Linked DNA regions of Capra hircus: region 1 is linked to region 2. A link is a contact called in public Hi-C data. All regions are on one chromosome and are shown on one strand. The core of a region is the stretch at or near the end of the contact, and the rest is flanking DNA. Distances in the headings are between cores, read along the strand shown.

The links. Hi-C and Micro-C count contacts between places; a contact is called where the count stands out from the background.
Region 1: a Hi-C map of blood shows a contact between it and region 2, with 2.6 times the contacts expected there. The contact joins two enhancer-like sites. A contact is called at or near these places in 2 of 5 Hi-C or Micro-C datasets (both in blood).

The regions. Positions count from the first base shown.
Region 1 is chr8:81,456,590-81,461,060 of ARS1.2, forward strand. The region is part of intron 8 of FANCC (Fanconi anemia group C protein); the gene reads right to left. Among named protein-coding and RNA genes, the nearest start is that of MIR24, 50 kb to the left of the region's middle. Within about 2 kb of position 2,947, at least 4 of the 5 cell types and tissues checked have an H3K27ac peak or open chromatin away from gene starts, as enhancers often do.
Region 2 is chr8:80,925,630-80,930,311 of ARS1.2, forward strand. No RefSeq gene overlaps it. Among named protein-coding and RNA genes, the nearest start is that of FBP1, 43 kb to the left of the region's middle. Within about 2 kb of position 2,227, at least 1 of the 5 cell types and tissues checked has an H3K27ac peak or open chromatin away from gene starts, as enhancers often do.

The sequences.
Region 1 (4,471 bases), core at 1,697-4,196, 530 kb after region 2:
AACAATTCCCTCTCTTCTAAATGGTCTAAGTACTCCAGAACCACTCTATAAATCTGATGCTAGTAGAAAATCAATCTATACTGATGACAGAGATTATCTAAATGGCAGAGAAAAGGCCGATCCATGTATAGAACAGGGCTACCTTGAAAAGCAAGCAGGAAAGCGAGAAAGTTCTGACTGTTGAAAAGAGGACCAGAGCTTGGACATGCTCTTCTTTCATGCATTGTTTTCTAGTGAAACAGCTCAATCAACTGTTTTAAATATATAGACTGTGTGGAATCTGCCGGTTCTCTCCATGCCGATCAACTCTCCTCTTAGATTTCCTTCTGTCCAAACAGCTCAGGCTGTGGTTGCCCTTAACCTGCTTCTACAAGCTGTTTTAACTTTCAGAACAGAAAAGATGCCAGGAGAGAGGGGAACCCTACTGAAACAGCAATGGCAGAGATTTTGATTTAAAGACCAGTCTCCCTTGCCACTCCAGAATTATGAACAGCTCCTTCTCATCTGCAGCCTTTACTGATGGTTTTAAAAATGAGACTCTTCACACTTTCCGAGCATGTAATTTCAGGGTCAGTGAGTCCCCTCATGAAGCCCAGAGTGCTCACAGGCCAGGCATGTGTCCCAAAGACACCAAATCACAAAAGCAAACTTAAGCCTCTTTTCTTATCAAGGGAATCCTCCAAATAGAATTAAAGTCTTAATTTATGCTTCTTTGGAAGCCATAAATTACCACTCCCCCAGCCCCCAAATCTTTACACATTCATGTGAGGGAAGAGGCAAACATTTAACCCCTCTGTGTCCTGTTTTATTTGTAAAATGGGTCCCCAAAGTAATACAACAGGTCACTCTGCAACTGAAACTTCTGGGGCCTAGCTCTGAAACCCCACAAACCAAGCAATTATCTTTCCTATTAGAATGAGGACAGAAAAGAAAACCTTTCTTGGGTTCCATCTGTTTGTCTGTTTTTCCCCATCCTACCAAAATCTGTTCCTTCTCAAGCTCTTCTCTTCTCCATCTGGTCTAACGATTTCCATGTACAGATTACTTCAAGTCTAGGGAAACTTCATTCCCAGGAGGCCCTCAGTAACAGCGGTTGTGCCCTTCTTCCCTTCTCTCACACTGCCCCCAGTCCTCTGAGTGTCAGAGGATGAACAGAAGCGGGAAAAGTCTGGACTCTGGTTTCCTTTGCTTATGGGCCAGGTTGCTCTGGAGGGCACACTCCCTTCCCTCTTCTACAGCTACCCAGGACTGCACTGCTTGTTTCTTCTCTGCCCAGGTGGACAGCCCATTCTCACCGCTCAGAAGAAAAAAAAACAAACAAGGGAAGGCTAAGCCACACAGAGAAGTATGCAGCGCTGCATTTGCTAGGCTGCTTTGTGAGCAGAGGTAAGGAGGCGGCTGGCTTGCCACTCTGTACCATGAACTGCACAAATAACACCCATGCTCACTCTCCATCCTTGGTGTCTATGCACGCGTGCTAAGTCACTTCAGTTGTGACCCAACTCTTTGTGACCCTAGGGACCGCAGCCCCAGGCTCCTCTCTGTCCACGGGATTCTGCAGGCAAGAATACTGGAGTGAGTTGCCATGCCCTCCTCCAGGGGATCTTCCTGACGCAGGGACTGAACCCATGTCACCCGCGGCTCCCGCACTGCAGGTGACTTCTTTACTGCTGAGCTACCAGAGAAGCCCTCCCTGGTGCCTAACCTGTTATTTTCATCCCAGTTCATCAACGATTATTACTAGCCACCTGAGAATTCTCAGGAGGAAATCTTTCCTTTTTTTCCTATCATTTTATGAATCTGCGTGAGACGGAAAGAGTATGGGGAGAGGGGAGAGAGAGAATACAAGCCAGAAAGGGAAATTAAACTATGATTTGAGGTAATTCACTGAGAAAAGTGAATTCCTCTTGTAAAAAACAAAAAGGCAGTGTAGACATGGAAACAAAATTCTCAAGCCTTCTTCATTTATCACCATTTACACATATTTTTCCTAAAAAATAGAGAAGTTTCAGGTGAGAGATAAACTGAAGTTCGGTAAGCCTGAGATAGATTCTCTTTCATGGTCTATTTTTATGGCCAGCAACATATCTCACTGTGTATCTGACTCATCCAAACCCTTGAGAGGCAGGAGCCCTTGCATTAATCTATGTATGTAAATTAAAAGGTGACTATTCATCAAAAAATAACACTCCTCTTAAAAAAAATTCTTTGTAAGTTTCATTTCAATAGACTCTTGAATTCAAAAACAATTTGGTCTAAAAAAAACTACCTATATAAAAATTTTTCATATCTGTCATATAAAATAAGGCACCTTTATAAACATGTATTTTTTATTATGCCATTTTCTTCTTTTCTACTTTCAAAATACTGAACTTAAGACTGTAAATATCCCTTTTGCACTTTAAGATCTATTTTGTTTCAAAACATTTGTGTTACTTTCATCAAATTTGAGCTTGGAAAAACTATTCTTTCTTTTTAATCTTTACCAGATGTTGTTTATACTACCAGGATTTTTTTTAGTACTCTATAATGAAATTATTGTTTAATTAGTGATAAATCTGTCATTTCTGGGCTTAAGGAAAAAAAAAGAAAAAACCTTAACAAGTACCAAATGTACTTTTGTGTTTTAAATTTACCCGCGCTGTCTGAGAACGTTAAGACACAGGATGCTAGCTCTGGAAGCCAGCAAAGTCCCCCAAACCTCAAGTTCCTCCTCTCGCCTGGCCCAGCGGCCTCTCTCCCCTTGGCCTGTGTAGCCTGGGTGGGAAGACGGCTCCTCAGCCCCCTGCTGCTTCCTGGCTCAGTCTCTGAGTGGCAGTGACCTTCTGGGTCAACTACTGCCCTGTTTTGTTTTGTTTTTTGTTTCTCTCTTCATTTCTGACTGGCTGCCAAGGCCTGCCTCCCAACAGTGAAAACAGAACTTGCCATCTAGGTCTCTTTTCTTTACGGTGCTGGGTGATCTGGTGCCCCCCTGAGGTCGATGCTGGAAAGTGCAGTTATTGTCTGAGATGTTTCTTTTTACCTTTTAGCCACAAGCATAAACCACCTCCACACTTCTCTACTCGATCACTGCTAAATTGTCTACTTTAGCTTTTGTTAAATTACATGCATCACATTAAAGAGCTCAAAGAAAAAAAGAAATGTTTAAAAGACTGCTAATGAGAAAGCAGGAAAAGAAAAAACCCTAGAACATTAGTAAGAAGTTATTCAAGCAGAGAAAAATGACATCACCCAGGATGTAGAGTTAATTCTTCGGTATAATCTTTTATTAAAGGGGAACTGTGTTTGGAGTTCAGCGTAAAATAAGTCTCTTTTTCTTTTTGAAGTGGCTATGATTACTATCTGGAGAATGGAAACAAGAATGCATCTTATCTCATATGAGGGAGGTCAAGGAGGACAGAGTTATCTGCAGGTTTGTTATTCTTAAGCTCTTATTAGATTAAGAACTACTTTTTAACCCTATCTTTATTGAGGTACACTTGACAAGATAAAGAACTAATTTTGGTGGAGCTATGAAGAGAAACACCAGGAGTGTTTCCTGATTTAAAATCTTAATAAACAAAACCAATCCCCCTTTCTTCCCCTCCCACTGCGCTCTTTCGTGAGCAAATCTCTGGACCCAGCTAGAGGGGCAGGCGGCATGTGAGGCCAGCCAACGAAGGATCGAACGGGAGGGCATGGGAACCAGGGTATATCCCAGCCCGGGCATGCAGCAGGGCAGCCCAACACAGTGCCACCCAGCCAGCACTTTTCATTCAGATGTAGAATATGAACAATAGCTTTCTGGGCTCCACAAACAGCATTGTAACTGGAAAATATAACATCCTTCTGATTTGGGGCCAGCCTTGGGAAACCAAACAGTGCCAAGAAAGCTGCATAATTAGCAAGTGGCTTTCACTGTTGTTGGTGACATGAGTTTTTAAGGTCAGGTCTGAAGCTATGGATTATGGTCTTCCATTGCCTGTTCTGTCAAGGGAAACACAAGACCATCTGCTTTTGCAAAGTGTCAGTCTGCTCAGTAGATGACAAACTGAGGCTAAGACCTCGATTTATTTAGGAGCATCAAATGTGGCAGGTGGCCATAGACTTGGGGGAGGTCCAGCCTAAGAGAGTCAAACAGGAGCCTCAAAAAGAAACAGGTTTTGAAATTTTCCTTTTATTTTAGAAGTCAAAAAACATACACATGCACTTAGAATTCAGGTGACTATTAGGTCAACACCTTATTATTCATAGTCTTAATGGAAAATACCCAGCCTGGAGGCCCTGAGACGCCACAGAACATTTGGAGAGATCATTTCACTTTGTACAACCTGTACAACACGTTTATCTTTTGTTTTTGCAACATCTTGGTAATTATAGAACTTCTAGGGCTAATTTTGGATAGTCCCAAGAGATGGAAACATAATTAACAGTGCTCCATATAAAACACAAGTTACTAGACCATCACACGTTAATTACTCTCAGAATCCAA
Region 2 (4,682 bases), core at 977-3,476:
TGCTACTGCTGCAAAGTCGCTTCAGTCGTGTCCGACTCTGTGTGACCCCATAGACGGCAGCCCACCAGGCTTCTCTGTCCCTGAGATTCTCCAGGTAAGAACACTGGAGTGGGTTGCCATTTCCTCCTCCAATGCAGGAAAGTGAAAAGTGAAAGTGAAGTCGCTCAGTCCTGTCCGGCTCTTAGCGACCCCATGGACTGCAGCCTACCAGGCTCCTCTGCCCATGGGGTTTTCCAGGCAAGAGTACTTCCAGGCAAGGTACATACTTACAGTTATAAGATAAATACATACTACAAACATAATCTACTACATGATTAATATAATTAACAAAATTATGCATTTTAAACAAAATCCTCAGAGATTTTTATGCACATCACATTGTTGGAATGCCTGGAGAAGTCTGCTAATAGTGGATATGTGACTACATGGGATGCTTACTGCAATGAATTTGAGTTTAAATTTCCTCTGTTATGAAAATAGGATTTCTGAGAATAGCTCTTTCCAACTTTACTTGCTCTTTAAACATTAAAGTTTTCAATGTTGACATAAGCCACATTTCTTGCCTTTCATGACAAAAACATTACAATAGTGACTCAGTTTCTCCAAATGTGAGGATAAAAATTCCAGGAATCTCCCTAATTCCTAGTTCTTATGCAGACAATGACCATTTATTTTCAGATGGAAGTAATTTCATTAGCATAAGTGGATACGTATTTTATAAACACAGGCACATGTGTTTCATATTCTACTCATATTTATTTACACATTCTGTAAACATATGTAGACACAGAGCCACATGGGCATTTTTGGAGGAGCCATGAAACATTTTACACATGTAAATACCACAGTTAATGCCTCAGGTCTTTTTTCTCAGTTACTACCTTTCCTCAGGTAAACAAGGACCCTTGCCACAAGTCAGCCTCTGGAATTTGTTCAAATTTCTTATTCTCTGAGAATGTCCTAGTCTCTTGAGCTTCTAATTTCTCGGAAAACAAATGCGTCCTAAAGTAGTAATAATTTCTAGTAAGTCAATATCATGGTCTTCCCAGATAACCTATCTCTAAATCCCCAATCCCTGACTTTAATCAGATTGATGAGGAGCTACTTTCTGCCAAGTGGACCTTACAGCTCCCTTCTATTGATATCAGAGGTCTTGGACATTCCTGGAGTTAAGCTAGAATGAGCCTAGGTCTGGAGAGTCAGGCATGCAGAGTTAGAAGGCTGGGGTGGGGATGGGGGACAGGAAAGGGAGAAGCAGGTACACAGATTTTATACAGTGTCTCCCTTCTGGGGGCTTCCCTGGTGGCTCAGATAGTAAAGAATCTGCTTGCAATGCAGGAAACCAGGGTTTGATCCCTGGGTATGAGAAGTATCCCTAGAGGAAGAAATAGCAACCCACTCAAGTATTCTTGCCTGGAGAATCCCATGGACAGAGGAGCCTGGTGGGCTGCAGTCCATGGGGTCCTCTCACATGAGACTGAAACAGACCTAAATGTTATCCTACAACCCAGTATCTCCTGAGCTAAATTCAATATTTTGCTTTTTTCAGTAAGTATCAAATATAATGTGTGAGAAAGGTGTAAGCTGTTTTCTCCAAAGTCCTCTTGATTTAAATGGTGTGTTTTGGTCCAGAGATTGTCCCTCTTCCCCCATCTCTTTAAATTTGTTATGCTTTTTTTTTTCTTTTTGAGTGAAATAGCTGTCTCCTGCTGAGAACTTACTCTGCTCCAGGTATATGCTAAGTCCTTTATAGTTATTCTTTCAAAGGGCCTGTGGGGTTGGTATTCTTGGCTTCACTTTATAGGCGAGAAAAGGGATGCTCAGAAAGTCAGCAACTTGTCAAGGTGAAACAGCTCATTGGTAGCTGAGCCGTTGTCTGAACCCAGTGACCATGTGCTGGATTGGATCGTGACCCCACAATTCCTGCACTTTCCAGAACCTCAGAATGTGACTTTGGAACTAGGGTCACGGCAAAGGTAATTAGCTAAAATGGGCTCATGGAGGAGTAAGGTGGGCCCTAATCCAATATGACTGGTGTCCTCATAGGAGGAGAAAAGACACAGGGAGAACTAACACCACGTGGGGACAGAAGAGGCAGAGTTTGGGGTGATAAGCACTGCCAGTGACACCAGAAACTGAGAGAAGGTCATGGAACAGATTCTCCCTTAGAGTTCCTGAGAAAGCCCAGCTCTACTGACATCTCCCCGCCCCCGCCCCGGCCCCCGCCCCGGCCCCCGCCGTCCTCTGGTCTCCAGAGTGTGAAAGAATACGTTCGTGTTGCTTCCAGGCATCCATTGCGTGTGTTTTGTTAAACGGCAGCCCTAGCAAACCAATAGAGCCCACGATACACCCTACAAACCATATACTGCAAACATTTTGGAAAACAAAGAAAATGTGTTCATAATCCCACGTTCCAGAGCCTATCATTGCAGATCATATGTTTTCAAGTTTTCTTCTCTTTTTCCCCATGGCCGTTCCACCCACTTCTGCCTCTTAAAAATAGTAGTACTACCCTCCTGTGTATCGTATTTTCTTCTCTCTTATCGTTTGATTAGCTGTTGCTTTTGTTCTTTACGGGACGCGCTTTTGAAACAGTGAGACCCTCAGAAAACTGCAACAGCTTCTGTGTTTTACTGTCAACATCATCGCTGTCTTTTCAGCTCTTTGAAATGAGTCCAGTGGAGATAAGCGGACTCATCTTTGATTTGGGACGTTGGCTCTCAGTGGAACAGCTGGCTATGGGTGAGATCCCCAGAAGGTGGCAGTGTGGATCACAAAACCACACCATCCACAAGGACAGGTTCCTACCAGCCTGTAGATCCTGCTGGTACAATGGCAAGTGTTGGGCTCAGACACTTTTGTGAAAGATTCTGGGAACAGCAGTCAGACCACTAACTAGCCTGAGAGGCCACTTGGAGCGAATATTTTCCAACTTTGCAAGACCTTCTCTTGTTAGAGAAACACTGAACTACAACGCTAAGCCCCTCCCCTGAAGTAACTTACAGTTCAGACACTGGAGATTTTTGTCCACAGTATTTTGCCGATTAACTATAATCTCAATTTTCTGTCCCCTGCTGAGCTGAGGGTATAAGGTAGGCATCTCAGTTCCAGTATACATAAACTGCAGGTGAAGAAGGGAGAGCCGAGAAAGAATGAAATGAGAGAGATCAGAAGGAGCAAGAAAACAGAACACCAGAACACTACTTCCTCAGTGCTTACTGGCTGTGTGATCCTGGGGTACTCACTTAACCTCTCTGTGCCTAAATAGCCTCATTCGTTTTGTTTTGATTTTTTTCATGTGCATGTCTGCTATGCTGATTCTGCTCTGTTGTAGCATAGTTCAAGTGAGAAAATGACTATTAAAACTATAAAACATTATTTTTATTATCAATTATTTTTATAAGTATGGTCTAGCAGTGATTCTCAGACATAACCTTGGATCAGAATCACATGAAGGGTTTATTAAACCACAGAATGCTGGGCCCTATCCCAGAGTTTCTGGTTCAGTAAGCCTGACGTGATCCAGAGAATTTGCAGCCCGAACAAATTTCCAGGTCATACTGATGCTACTTGCTAGGAGGACACTTGGAGAGCCACTGGCTATAGCAAGTGTAAGAGAATTTGGTACTTCTGACGCCTCCTACATTTGTTGGAATTTCTGAGGCTAGCTTTTAGCATAAAATAAGGAAATTGTTTCAAAAAAGTTAGGAAATGCTTTCCTAGTGTTTATCCTCTGTATGTATGTGCTCAATGCCTAGATGTAGCCAAATATGTAAATTGTGGATCCTGTCATTTCCAATGGGTGCAAGTTTGCAGGAGTAACTGTTTTCTGCCTTATGGGACCTGCGATAGTACACTCGCCATGGCTGCCATCAGGACCTGGTGGCTGGTGAACACACAGTGGAATCAATGCGGCCTGCAGGGTTTCGTCAAAGGCCAGAAGGGAAGCCTAGAGAGGAGCAACGTGTACCTTGGGAACTACAAGAAGTGGTCAGAAGAGTCTGGATTACTATGGGCTTTCTAGCATCTTACCCTGATTTATTTTCACCACTCTACCAATACCTTCTAATATATTTCCAGATTGTTATTAGGTTTATTTCTTACTGTCTGTCTTTCTCTCTATCCCCCCAAAATATAAAGATCAGGGAGTTTTCTTTACTTTCATGTGTCCACAAAACAATGACTGGCAAATAATAGGTACATAGACGTTTCGTTGAATGAATGGGTAAATGCTGACAGCGCCCTGCCTTTCCCAACCACTTATGAGTCCACAAAAGTACTGTGAGGACTGCTGCACTGTTCAAGCAAAACACACACTAACCATCATGAACTACACAACCTAGGCATTTAAGAAGAGGCTCCCAATACTTGCTCATGTCTTAATCAAAACTAGAAGAATTCAATCAGGAGTTAACCAATGCTGGTGAGCTTAAAATTATAGAACCAAAGAAGTTAACAAGAAGGGCTAAGAGATGCTCCAACTCCCAGTACTTTACAGATGTGGAATCCAAAGGTCCCCTCCCTCGGCTGAGTGAGTAACAGATGACCACTGAGGGCCCAGGTCTCCACTCCTGGGCCAGAATCCCTGCCTGGGGTTTCTCCAGGACACTGGGGAGTGAGCCAAATGCTGATACTGCACCCAGATAGAATGCACGGGAGGATGAGTGAGGACTGCTGAGCGG